Regions from separate parts of the Bombyx mori genome. Here region 1 is linked to region 2. Evidence: chromatin contacts called from public Hi-C data. All regions are on one chromosome and are shown on one strand. Each heading gives the region's core, a stretch centred on a gene start, on an enhancer-like site or on the middle of the called end of the contact. The rest is flanking DNA. Distances are from core to core; before and after follow the strand shown.

Region 1 (6,544 bases), core at 233-2,732, 160 kb after region 2:
GAATGCATATTAAGTGCGGATAGATATATGACAAAGGGAAAATCTTCCACCGCGCGGGTGATATTGCTCGGTAGACCGACGGTCCGAATGTTGTTGTTCGGAACTTGTATGCATATGCTTATGTGCGCGCTTATGTTGAAAATGTCGTAAGCGAGATTCAGGCATCTGTCAAATATCTTCTATTGTATGATGGTCGCCTGCTACATATGAGTCGTCTATTATCAAAGGTGGCAATCTGTGCATTTGGACAAAATTTTTTTATTGATATGTCAATACAGATTGATTTGAATATAATCGTCTCCTTCAAAGAATACGGTTCAAAACCTGCATTAAATAAAGGTTAATACTTAACCTGTTATTTATCTAAGATGTCGTTCAGAAGAGTTTTGTGACTGCCAATGGAATACAAAGTCAATAATTCGTTTTTCTAATTTACCAATAATTGTCCAAAAGTCACATTGCCGGCTTTGATAATAGTCGACTCATATGTAATAAGAAGGTTTTTGCAAAGCAAAATTTTATCCACACCAGAATTGGATCATAGTTGAATGTATTTGATATTCCTTATTTAAATGTGTTTTTAAATATTACATCCGTTTTGTATAAGTATTAACTGAAGTATTTAGCGGCAGCTAAAACACTGCCTGCCTAGATAATGTTAAATTAATTACATTATTAACATAAAGTGTTTCTGTTGTTAACAGAAAGACCTGCAAGTCATGCGGGTGTGATCGATTGAAGCATTCGGTGTACCATGAAGAACTGGGCTCGGTTCGAGACCGACTCGGACTCCGCGACTCTAGAGTCAACCATCACTCCTATGACAGTCCGCCCGGACTCACCGCTAAGCAGGTAAATGAACACTAAATACTGTACAGCGACATCTTGTGACAAGTAGTAGAACCATAAATAGGTTAGACCTAAATTCTCAACATTGACGACGATTATGAATTCGGAATACCTAATCAATTTTTTTTTTCGTATCTTAGACCGAGCTGTACTGGCAGTCGCTCGCTGAGCGTACTCCTACTAGTACAGGTGGCGCCACTGGTCAGGCGGCGTGGCGTGCTTGGCGTACTAGGGCCTTAGCTTCCCAATTACCAAAGCAGGATCTTACATTGGATCATTGCAAGCACATCGACGAAGGCCACCGCAAGCAATATGAAGATTTCGTCGCCGCCAGGAATGAAATTGCTCTTGATATCGGTACCAAAATATCATTTAAGCATCTCCATCTATTGTCAAGTAGTCTACTTACTATTCTAAAATATTGAATTACGTTTTTAGGTATCGCTAGTCAACATCATGGATCTCCGCTGGAATGCATTGGCTGCAATAAGTCGATCAGAAGCGGCAGCATTACTATTCTTGCACCTAGAATAGGAGAAGACGTAAGTAAATTCAAACTTTCATGTAATCAAAATTAAAAATGTATTACAAACCTAAATCAAATCGTGTTTTTCACTGTCGCCGCTAGATGGCGCGAATTTAAAGATTATTATCTGGGTTTTGTTGCAGGCGTTTTTCCACCCGGCGTGCTTTTCTTGCTCGGAATGCGATGAATTGCTAGTCGAACTAGCTTATTGCAATTTAGACGGACGATTGTACTGCGTTCGACACTACTCCGAGAAGTTGAAGCCTCGGTGTCATGCTTGCGATGAGGTAAGTCGAGACAGCTAGATGAGGTCGCATGTCGCGCACTTATTGTAGTTAAAGTAGTATTGTGAACCAACATAGATAGGCACCTGCTGATTTCTGCCTCAAATTAGTCATATATTTTGCAAGGAGAGCCAACAGAATCGAGACTCCGACCTCATGTTTTATGATGGTTGATGATGTTCACTTTGTGTTGTCTATGTATAATAATTTAATAAAACTGCACCAATGTATTCCTACATATGAGTCGTCTATTATCAAAGGTGGCAATCTGTACATTTGGACAAATTTTTTTTATTGATATGTCAATACAGATTTATTTGAATATAATCGTCTCCTTCAAAGAATACGGTTCAAAAGCTGCATTAAATAAAGGTTAATAGTTAACCTGTTATTTATCTAAGATGTCGTTCCGAAGAGTTTTGTGACTGCCAATGGAATACAAAGTCAATAATTCGTTTTTCTGATTTACCAATCATTGTCCAAAAGTCAGATTGCCGCCTTTGATAATAGTCGACTCATATATAGTTAAAATCTTATATAGCCCGTTAGCTTAAACGTTTATTTGTACTTATATTCGGAAAGTACACACATGAAACTAGAGCCAAAAGATTATGACTGACTTCAACATTAAAAGATAATGTTTATTATATTTATTTATGTATTTCATATATAATTATACATGCCGCCATTATTATACTAGCATTCTATGAATAAATATGTAAAGGCATTACAATTACTAACTACTTTCTCCTGTTTGTCCTTTTTTGGTATCTATTAAGTAGCTTTAATATTACCATATATTTTTTTTAAAGTTTTTTTTCTCTTGTAAATCAGAAACAAAATCTATTTTGTTTCAGACACTAAATCAGTAATACAGTTTTAGTGATTATACGAACACTGGTTTATTTAAACAGTTCATTTAGGAACTGCATACAAACGAGACCGCGTAAAACGGCCAATTGTAGACTGTAAGTTTTAGTTAAGATAATCCTGTTTATTTCGATCGCGGGACATTCACGCGTTTGTAGGATAGGACACCTGTTATAACCCACTGAGTTTCTCGCCAGATCTTCTTAAACTGTCGCGATTCCGATCCGGTAGTAGATTCAGCTATTTTTCCCTACCTATTCGTTGGTAGCATAAGGTGCAATTTCAGCTACGCCCGGACGGGTCAGTGAGCTCACGGGCTCAACCTGAGAGAATTTGCTAACACTAGCCCTAGCAAGAGCAGTACTCTGCAGAATCTACCACCGAATCGGAATCGCGACCCACTGAAAAGATCCGGCGTGAAACTCAGTGGGCTGTGTCTTTGGGTTAGTTCACTCGTCGAACTCTTCGTCGTAATCGACGAGTTCGATGAGGAAAGACTAAGGAAAGGACTACTCTTGTTAGGGCTAGTGTTAGCAAAGTCTCTAAGCTCGAGCCCAGCAATTAGATGAATAGCTACTTTTGGCTAACAGTAGTTAGGTAGGGAAAAAAATCACCTGCTATACAATACAATTTAGATTTAGATCCCGGAATTGATGTTGCGATGTCTATATGCTTCGTCAATCACTTTAGACCAGGCGGTTCATACATATATTTATTATAGACAAAACTTTCGTAAATGCAACCACTCACAAAAACGTTTTTAATATTATTATCGAGATAGGTCTTGTCTCTGTCTTTAAGCTTGAAGACCTGCAATAAAATAGATTATTTCGACCACGCAAATAGGAGAGTGAACAGTGAAGGTAGTTAATAACCGTGTCGCTGCGAGATATTTCACTAGTTTTGGAACGATTCCAATTAAAAACCATAAGCTTCTAGATTGAGCGACTAATTATTATATTAGGTGTGTGGGTTAATTATATTAACATTTTTAACGTAATATAGAGTATTCTTTTTTACTGATGGTAGGATCTCTTGTTAGTAGGAGTGGGTGATATAAATCGTATATAGATTCAATATCTATATATCGCAGCAATATCGTTGAATCCGATATCGCCCCGCACGAAATCTATATATCGATATCAGCCGATACACGATATTGCTCGATGTGATGCGCATCGGCATATCGTACCGATTCGTTAATATCAGCAATATTCGTTTGGTTCGTATCGAACCGGCCAGAGTGAGTGAGCGCACGATAGGGATATCGTGTGATGAATGAAACAGAAACAGGCATTATCCATACAATTGTAAACCTTATATTTAAGTCCATATGTCTGTAGATTATTCTTAGCGTATCAGCAGGATACAATTAAGGAAAGAAGTTTCAACTTTCGACCCTAACTTGAATGCAGTATAACCTATTTGCATCGTTGAATTTAATTTCACGCGCTTTGACCTTGAACTAGAATTTTTGGACAAGTGTTTATAAATACTTAAAAGTTTTTTGTGTTTGATTTTTAAAGTACACATTTTTCTATTTTTAGTTGAATCCAAATAATTGAGTTTATTTCTTGTGTTTGTATTAAACTTTTGAAATCTACACTCTTTTGGTATATTTTGTAATTTTAAATTAAGACACAAAATACTAATAACTGAAAATAATGTAGCCAGTCCTAAGCCTGGTAAAAGCATGAAGGAAAGTTTTTTTGATATTTTTATTTTCATGTTCTTTTTATTACTTTAAGATCATATTATAAACTGATATCAGAAAACCAACCGTATAACGTTGACTTAAATCTATATCTACTACGATATTATATCAGCGTATCGTTTCAAATCTCAAATATCATGAATCGAGAAAATCTACTAGCATCTATCAATATATAGATTCAGAAAATATATAGATTCAATATCCGATATTGATCCTCGATATATAGATACGATTCGATACGCGGCAAAACCGATATTACCCACTCCTACTTGTTAGTCCGCACGGCTAGGCACCACCGCTCTGTCTGTTTCTGCCGTGAAGCAGTAATGCGTTTCGGTTTGAAGGGTGGAGCAGCCGTTGTAACTATACTGAGACCTTAGAACTTATATCTCAAGATGGGTGGCGCATTTACGTTGTAGACGTCTATGGGCTCCAGTAACCACATAACACCAGGTGGGCTGTGAGTTCGTCCACCCATCTAAGCAATAAACAAAAAAAAGTCATATTTTTGAATATATTTTTGAAAGTATTTAGGAATTATATCTCTCAGAAAATTCTAAAATAGATTATATAAATTTATTTGGAAAAAATGGACATGCATTCGTGCCATATCTTCCACACTGGTAACCGTCCTGCGTCATTAATCACATGTCAAACGTTCAATCAATTTCAAAGTCTGCTCGAAAAATCCTCTTATCTCATTTGCTGTAATGGTATTGACAGCATCAGTCGTGATCACGTTCAGCCACGACTAGCTGAATTTTTACGATCCGTCTCCACCGACGTTATCCTGACGGACGCTATCCTTGAGCGTCTTTGGTCAATCTGGAGCATACGCAGCTACATCCTCTACATCGCCGCCCATTCCCTCAGCCTAGCCTAGCCTAGCCTAGATGTCTTTCAACGGAGTATATAATACCGGAGGACCCTAGAATGTATTGCAAATGATAGTCACAGAGTCTCTCCTTGATTTTTAGTCAATCGAAGATCAAGGTATCTATTTATAAAAAGTAGATCTATGTATGGACTCTGGAACGGCCGGACCGATTTTGACGAGACTTTCACTGATAGGTAGCTGATGATATAAGGAGTAACTTAGACTACTTTTTTTAGACTAGCTTCGCCCCGCGGCGTCACCCGCGGTACAACAATAACCGCGGGTAGCATCGCGGGACTCGGCTATCAATAATAAAATTTAATGTTTCCGAAGCGAAGCGGGGGCGGGTCGCTAGTATGAAATAGAATAACAAATCGTTTCCTTTGAAACCCATAACCCTGAAGAAGTGACATCGCGATACAGTGAATCACATCTAGAGATTTTCTCGCGATCAAATAAAACTTCCAGTATTATTATGCGATGTAAATTCTAATAGAAATCGTAATGATCATACGTCGCAATGCACGTGTAATAAGTCCGTTTATTCCCGACCAGTGAGTGAGTGACACGGTTTGACATTTGCCAGCCCGAGTCCAGCGGCGGCTGCCTGATACAAATTTACATAATAATAGCATACGATCAATCTTTACATAGGATAAGTAAGTTTTAGCCGACGCGTTTGCTATTCAGTAAATATTGCGGTTCAAAATATACGCTCACGTAAACAGCGGCTCGCGTAGGCAGCGGCTTGGCTCTGCCCCTGGCATTGCTGAAGTCCATGGGCGACGGTAACCACTAACCATCAGGTGGGCCGTATACTCGTCTGCCTACAAGGAAAAAAAAACGGTTACGAATCGATAGACCTTTTTTATTATCTCCATAATAACTAGAAGGCACTTTTCTGGGGTCAATATACTATGTTCTATCATATTTTCAGTTTTTCTTTTGCATTAATGTAACGATTATTTCACACCCTGCCATCATCATCATCATCAGCCATGGACATAGGCCTCCCCCAAAGCTCGCCAATGAATCCGATCTTCCAGTATAAACCCTGCATAATGTATAAAAAATCACACCCTGTATAAACATAAAATAAAGCTTTGGAAAAATAATAATGCGAAACTAACAACTCTAGATTTATAAAATTCCTTTCATATAAAATTCTCTTCGGTCATTATGAAGAAACATATACACGTTTTACTAAACCTCGAAAAATAATATTTAAAAATAATCTGACGTCATACCTTAAAAGTTCTTTCAATAAAATCGAACTCGTAATAAAAGTAATACAAAGCCCGAAGTACAATGAGTCGGCTTAGTTCTTAATATTCTTAAAAAAAAAATTACTAATTATTTGCAAATGAATACTTACAGAAAAACTTGCTTTGCCTTAACTATGCGAACTATTGGCACGTTAATTT
Region 2 (6,972 bases), core at 4,397-6,896:
CTGAAGGCGTCTAATGCAAAGGTTATTGGATCTGATGGATCCGTAAGGACGTGTATAGGGCGTCGACGGTGACTGGCTCCTGCGTGATCAGGATTTGGGGAGGATAGACATCTACAACGTAAATAACCCCCCCCCCCCACCTCGAGACATGAGTTGTGAGGTCACTGTTTTAACAGTACAACGGCTGCTCCAAGCCGAAACGCATTTCTGCTTCACGGCAGAAATCGGTGGGGTGCTGGTACCTACCTGTGCGCACACATAAGACTTCCTAGCACCAGTAAGTAAACTGAAAAATAAGACTCCGAACTCATTGACAATGATATAATGCAATGATTAATATCAAACATTGACAGATATGATGCACTATCGTTAAGTATAACAATGTTGACATACTTATTTCATAGCCGAGTGGATTATAAATAGTCGTCGCCAGGATCAAGACTAATAGCTGGCTTTATCGGCAGGTGACGCGTCCATCGCCAACTTATAACATATAATACTTAAGTAACAACAAATTGTTCTCTGACGTGTCTAGTGTTTGAAATGAGGTCATGTTTTAATAGAATACCTAAGTAAGATAGTAAAATATCTGTACTTAAAACTTTTGGTTGTATTGACTCTCGGAAAGTTTATTGAATCTATTTTTTTCTGTGTGCCGCGACAGACTCGAACGATAGTTACTTAGCTGTTGCAGTTTATTTTGAAGATTGTTTTTTATTGCTTAGATGGGTGAACGAGCTCACAGACCACCTAGTGTTAAGTGCTAACTGAAGTCCATAGACATCTACAACGTAAATGCGCCACCCACCTTGAGATATAAGTTCTAAGGTCTAAGTATAGTTGCAACGGCTGCTCCACCCTTCAAACCGAAACGCATTACTGCTTCACGGTAGAAATAGACAAGGTGGTGGTATCTACCCGTGCGTACTCACAAGAGGTCCTCCCACCAGTAAAGAAAAGTACAGTTCCTCTTATTACACAAGGTAAGAGTGCAAAACTTCAGAATTTATTGTATTAAAAAAATCTGTTACTTTTATTAATGTGGCGATAGTCATCAGAAAACAAAAGATATTTGACATAATATGCCGGAATCTCGCTTACGAAAATTTCAAGATAAGCTTGTATTTGAACATTTTTCGAACAACAATATTCGGACCGTCGCGTCAGTCTTCCGATATATCACTCGTTCGGTGGAAGATTTTCCCTTTGTCGTATACCTCTATATTGGCATAATAGACAAGCTGACGGGTTTATTGATGTCAGCCGTTACCGTAGACGGGTGATTTGGAATAACGGTTAAGTGGACGCGGCAAATCTCACAATCTCACAACAACCAAGATATAGAATGGTCTGGTTCAAGATAAAATGAAAATAGTGCAGTGGTAGAGAACTTTGACGAAGTCGAAAAGGGCTATTCGATTCGTTTACCTAATCACCGGACGTACTTATTATCTTTGGGGAGGCTTAAACGACAAAGGGAAGATCTTCCACCGAGCTGGTGATATTTGCTCGGTAGACCGACGGTCCGAATGTTGTTGTTCGGAACTTGTATATATGCGATTTATCTTGAAAATGTCGTAAGCGAGATTCAGGCATCTGTCAATTATCTTGCGTTGTATGATGGCTACCCGCCACATTATCCATACGCGTAAAATTTGCAAAAATCTCTGTAAATCATAAAGCGTTGTTCTCATAAGTAGTAGACCTTGACACAATATTTTCATGTTGACTACATACTTCCTAACTTGAAAAGATTTGATAAGCACAGATTACGTCGTGATTACAAGACAATAAATAACTCCGCTTAACCCGATACGCGAATAAGACGTAAAAAAACGTAACTACAGATCTGATTCAAATAATAATGATCTTTAGTACAATAACATAAGTGTGTAATTAAATTTACTGAAAACAATTCAAAAAAATTATAGTGCTGTTCAAACACCTGCAAAATCAGTCTTGTGTAAATACATTTAGAGTTGAGAATCTTAGAGGGATTGTAAAGGAAATTTTTACTGGTGGTAGGACCTCTTGTGAGTCCGCACGGGTAGGTACCACCGCCCCGCCTATTTCTGCCGTGAAGCAGTAATGCGTTTCGGTTTGAAGGGTGGGGCAGCCGTTGTGACTATACTGAGACCTTAGAACTATATCTCAAGGTGTGTGGCGCATTTACGTTATAGATGTCTATGGGCTCCAGTAACCACTTAACACCAGGTGGGCTGTGAGCACGTCCACACATCTCAGCAATAAAAATAAAATCCTGCATTTTGAACGCTAGACTTATATCAGTAGGCTATCTACAGGCTAAATTAATATTTGCATAATGAATAAGGCATCGCGTTACAGTTCATTAAGTGATATTGATGTCCCGTGGTTGAATTAACCTTATTTTAATTAAAAAGTATATTTAAAGAGTTTTCTTTACATTTTCAACAAAAACTTAATAGTTTAAAAATCATAAAATTGTATCATCATTAAAATTAATAGTTTTCAGTTTGAAACCTCACTATATAGTTACATCAACAACTGAATACTCGTTGTATAAATAAAATGAATAGGCGAAGTTTTTTCAAGCTGCAAATCAAATCTGCGGCAAATCTGAGTCAAGATTGAAGGGATCCTGATATAATAAATTAAAACTGGCTACATGTCCCGGTAGGCAGCAGCTTGGCTCTGCGCCTGGCATTGCTGAAGTCCATGGGCGACGGTAACCACTCACCATCAGGTGGGCCTTATGCTCGTCTGCCTACAAGGGCAAAAAAAATCCTATCTTTCAGATCCATTCTCGATTGCGGTCCAAACACCTGTCACAGTTCTTGTCAAACACGTTGAAGGCGACGAAGGTTTTGACGTGGAACGTAACCCACAGACACAATACTGAGCTTCTCACCGGATCTTTCAGTGGTAGATTGAACGACGTACTGTTTTTGCTAGGGCAGATGGTAGTTAAAAAACAAAAAAGTGCCGATCTTAGCAAAGTTTCTCAGCCTGAGCCCCGTGAACTCACATACCTGATGAAACTAGAATAGCCCTGCGAGACTGCTGGTACTTGCCGCTATTACTCATTATTACACCCATAACAGAGCTTACCTTATTGTCTAACTGAATTTACACAAACACTATAACTACTAACCTTACCATTCTATCTTTTAAAATTTCTAAAAAAGACCGAAGGACGTTACCTAAAATTTTACGGCTGAATGTGAAATCGCTTACCTATTAAATTCAAATGTTGCTTCAGCCTTGCCTAGAGGGATCTGAATAAAAGAACAAAACGGCCACAAGGAATAATTTATTATGTAAAGTTTTGTTATTTTATTGTAAATCTTGCACGAATAGCGTTTCGACTACCTGACCTGTAGTAAAATTTGGAGTATGATAACAACATAAAATAATATCAACGTCAAAGTATGTAATTGTAATGAAAAGTATGTTCTGTCTATCATTGTTCCGTAAACTAACGGCCGTCTGGTGTAGTGGTAAGTGACATGGTCACTACACAAGGGGGTCGCGGGTTCGAATCCAGGGTTATGGATGTATATTAAAATATTGTGTATAATAAAAATCTTACATTTATTTTCGTTATCTGGTACCTGTAACACAAGTTCTTTACGAACTTATCATGGGACCAATTAACGTGGCGTGATTGTTAGTAAATATTTATTATTATTATTTATTTATTATTTATTTATAGTTTGTCTGGCGTCAAACAAACATAACTTATTAAAATTCTTCGAAACGAAGTTACCAATTTTATATATTGAGAGTTTGATTGTATTCTACGATGGAAGACGGTTAAAAATCTACTTAATCTACCCCAGGATCGATATACGGCATCTTTACCTTACCAAAACGCCAGTCGTCCTACTTGTATATACGCAAAACATAAAACTCAATGTTAAATAAAAAATAATACAGGCCATTTATGACAAATAATAATATTATGGATTTGTGTTGTGTTGAAGTGAATAAGTAGGTTATTTACAATTCATACCTTTCAGAATTCAATTTTATACAAGTTTCATTTTCGATCGGCCTTGATGTTTTACCTAGATTATATGTATTTTAAATGACTATACGTTACCTACTGAATGCGGTCGAGGACTTTTTGGCGGTAACGCAAAAAGCCGATTTGTGTGAATTGTTTTACTTCGTTTTATTTAGAGTTTGTCCAGGCTTAAAGTGTAATAATGATGGCCTAGTCTGCGTTTACTATTGGTGAAAGTGTACATGTGTGGGAAAGTAAAACAAAGTCGTTAGACGTGGCTCTCGGGTTCATTCAAAAATCCCAATAAAGTCTTCGTGAATTTCCACCATTTTACAATATTTCGTTTAATGTTTAATATTAATCCATTATTAATTAATAATCTCGACTCGCATTTCATTAAACTTCATCGCAATGGATCTCAAATTTCAAATAAATCAACTTTATTTTGTTGCGCTCCAATTTTCATACTTTAAAGTATTCATATAATGACTAAATCGCTACGCTTTAAATCTTTAAAATTACGCAACGGATTTTGATGCGGTTTTTTTAATAGATAGAATGATTGAAGAGGAAGGTTTCACGTCCTTCCCACGTCCTTACGGATCCATCAGATCCAATAAATAACCTTTGCATTAGACGCCTTCAGCTCTAACACTAGGAGCAGGCTTAGGGACCTCGGTAACCGTACTCGTCGAACTCGACAAAGAGTTCGCCGTGCAACCTAACCCATAAATCAGCTCGCTGAGTTTCTCGTCGGATCTTCTCAGCGGGTCGCGATTCCGATCCGGTAGTAGATTCATTCGCGAAACAGCTACTCTTGAGCTGTTAGGTCTCCTTCGGAGGCGCTCGGGTAGCTGTTAGCAAATCCCACCCCTCTTGGCTGAGCCTTTGCTCACCCACCTGTCCTGGTGAAACTGGAAAGGCCTCCGGGCCACCAGTAACCCTTCAATCATAAAAAAAATAAAAATAAAAAAAGGAAGGTTTATATGTATAATAACATCCATTAAATAGTGGAGAACTCAATAATAAATTTGTTTCCGAATCGAAGCGAGGGCGGGTCGCTAGTATTTTTATAAACTCGACATTGGTAACAATGGCGTCGGAAGCAAACAACTTCCATACAGAAAAAGAAAGAAGAAGAAGCGATCAGTGTATTATTTATTAATGTTGGCATTTATAGCTATCACACCTACCTAGAAATTTCGGTTCTTAACACGCTTCTATTAGCTTGGTCTGTTTAATTGTTTAGATGCATACGTATTTTTACGTTAAAATATTTTTTTCTTAAACACTTTAAAAAAAAAATATTTTCTACTTTTTATTTCGATTAGGTACAAAAACGTCCAACAGCGCCATCTCTTAAAAATATTAAACGTTTGCTAAAATTCTGCTATTCAACAACAGATGGCGCTTTAAAATGTTCTTTTATCGATAATAGATGGCAGTAAAATTTACTAAAAGCATATTTCTTGCAGGATTCTCATCCCCATAATTTAAATTAATTATGCAATAGTTTCTTTTATCTTAATTTTATAAGGGTTCTTGTTGCATAGCTCAATGTATATCCTATGCGTAAGTTTTAATATGTACATTAATACAGCTCAATTACATTAAGATTATTAAGTTTTTTTTAACTGTGATCATGGTTAAATGAGATCACGGTCTGCCTTGCTTGCAATGCTTATAGTAAGCACATAGGCGTTACAACGTGAGTCTTTACTCAACTTGAGATATGAAGCCGAAGACTCAACTCAATTGTATAAGTACACTTTGCAATAGAAACAGGCAAGATGGCATTACCTACTCGCGCGGGCTCACTAGTCGTCCTACCACCAGTGTGCTTAGTGTTAACGTCCTCGATAGCGTAAAAGTTAACTCACAGTATGCAGTTGGAACAGCACCCCTAGCGGCTAACGTAGGCAAACGTTCGAACTCCATACAAATTTGAGTTAACTTTTACGCTATCGAGAACGTTAAAAAACTCACACTAAACACACGGTAAACCAGTGACAACCGTACATTTGTACACAGGCGATGTATAATTGTAAACATACATATACCACAAAACAGATATTGAAACCAGTAACCGTACTCGTCGAACTCGAAAACAAAGCGCAACCTAACCCATGCATCAGCTCGCTGAGTTTCTCGCCGGATCTTCTCAGCGGGTCGCGATTCCGATCCGGTAGTAGATTCATTCAAATTCAAATTCAAATTCAAAATCATTTATTTCAACTTGGATGTCATCAAAAACACACTTGTTGAATGTCAAAATGTAAAAGAAAATGTTAACTCTACCATGTTAACTCTACCATTCGCGAAGCAGCTGCTCTTGGGTTGTTAGGTCTCCTTCGGAGGCGCTCGGGCAGCTGTTAGCAAATCCCACCCCTCCTGGCTGAGCCTTGCTCGGCACCTGTCCTGGTGAAACTGGAAAGGCCTCCAGGCCACCAGTAATCATTCAAACATAAATAAAAAAGATATTGAAACCTAAAGCTTACTATGATCGACACTAGAATTTGGCTCTCAACAATGGCAAACTTTAAAAAAAAATTAAGCTTAAACTACCATTATAACGGATGGTATTAAATTATTAGATCTGTGACACAAACAAGAAGCTGCTTCAAAATACAATACAAGTTTGTAGGACATCTGTTTGTGTTCTTAATTGTTTCAATGAATCGTCGGCGTACTGTTTGAATATAAACTACAGGGACGTAATGAAAATAGAACAGTGATTTGTTTACTTTCGTTACATTTGGATGGAAAAAATTCTGTAACTTACTTAAATAAATCGATTAGCTAGGTTGTTTTTTTATTGTCAACTAGCTGACCCAGTAGACTTCGTAATGCCTCAATCGAACAAAAACCTAAAAGACCTAAACTTTTGTATAAAATAAATTTAAAACAAACAAAAGAAATCCGTCGGACGGGGGACACATCAAAGGAAAAACAAAATTGTTATTTTTATTTAATTCTGAGCATTT

Evidence for each region. A called contact is a pair of places that touch in the nucleus more often than the background predicts.
Region 1: a Hi-C map of whole pupa shows a contact between it and region 2, with 2.2 times the contacts expected there. The contact joins two enhancer-like sites. A contact is called at or near these places in 4 of 7 Hi-C or Micro-C datasets (middle silk gland, posterior silk gland and whole pupa).

Annotation. Positions count from the first base shown.
Region 1 is chr22:2,755,334-2,761,877 of ASM3026992v2, forward strand. It overlaps LOC101741761 (four and a half LIM domains protein 2), which reads left to right. Exons shown (of 10, transcript XM_062674867.1): 3 at 705-852; 4 at 990-1,206; 5 at 1,288-1,391; 6 at 1,519-1,662. Among protein-coding and RNA genes, the nearest start is that of LOC134200941, 9.7 kb to the right of the region's middle. Within about 2 kb of position 1,483, at least 8 of the 8 cell types and tissues checked have open chromatin away from gene starts, as enhancers often do.
Region 2 is chr22:2,591,190-2,598,161 of ASM3026992v2, forward strand. No RefSeq gene overlaps it. Among protein-coding and RNA genes, the nearest start is that of LOC110384972, 7.4 kb to the left of the region's middle. Within about 2 kb of position 5,647, at least 2 of the 8 cell types and tissues checked have open chromatin away from gene starts, as enhancers often do.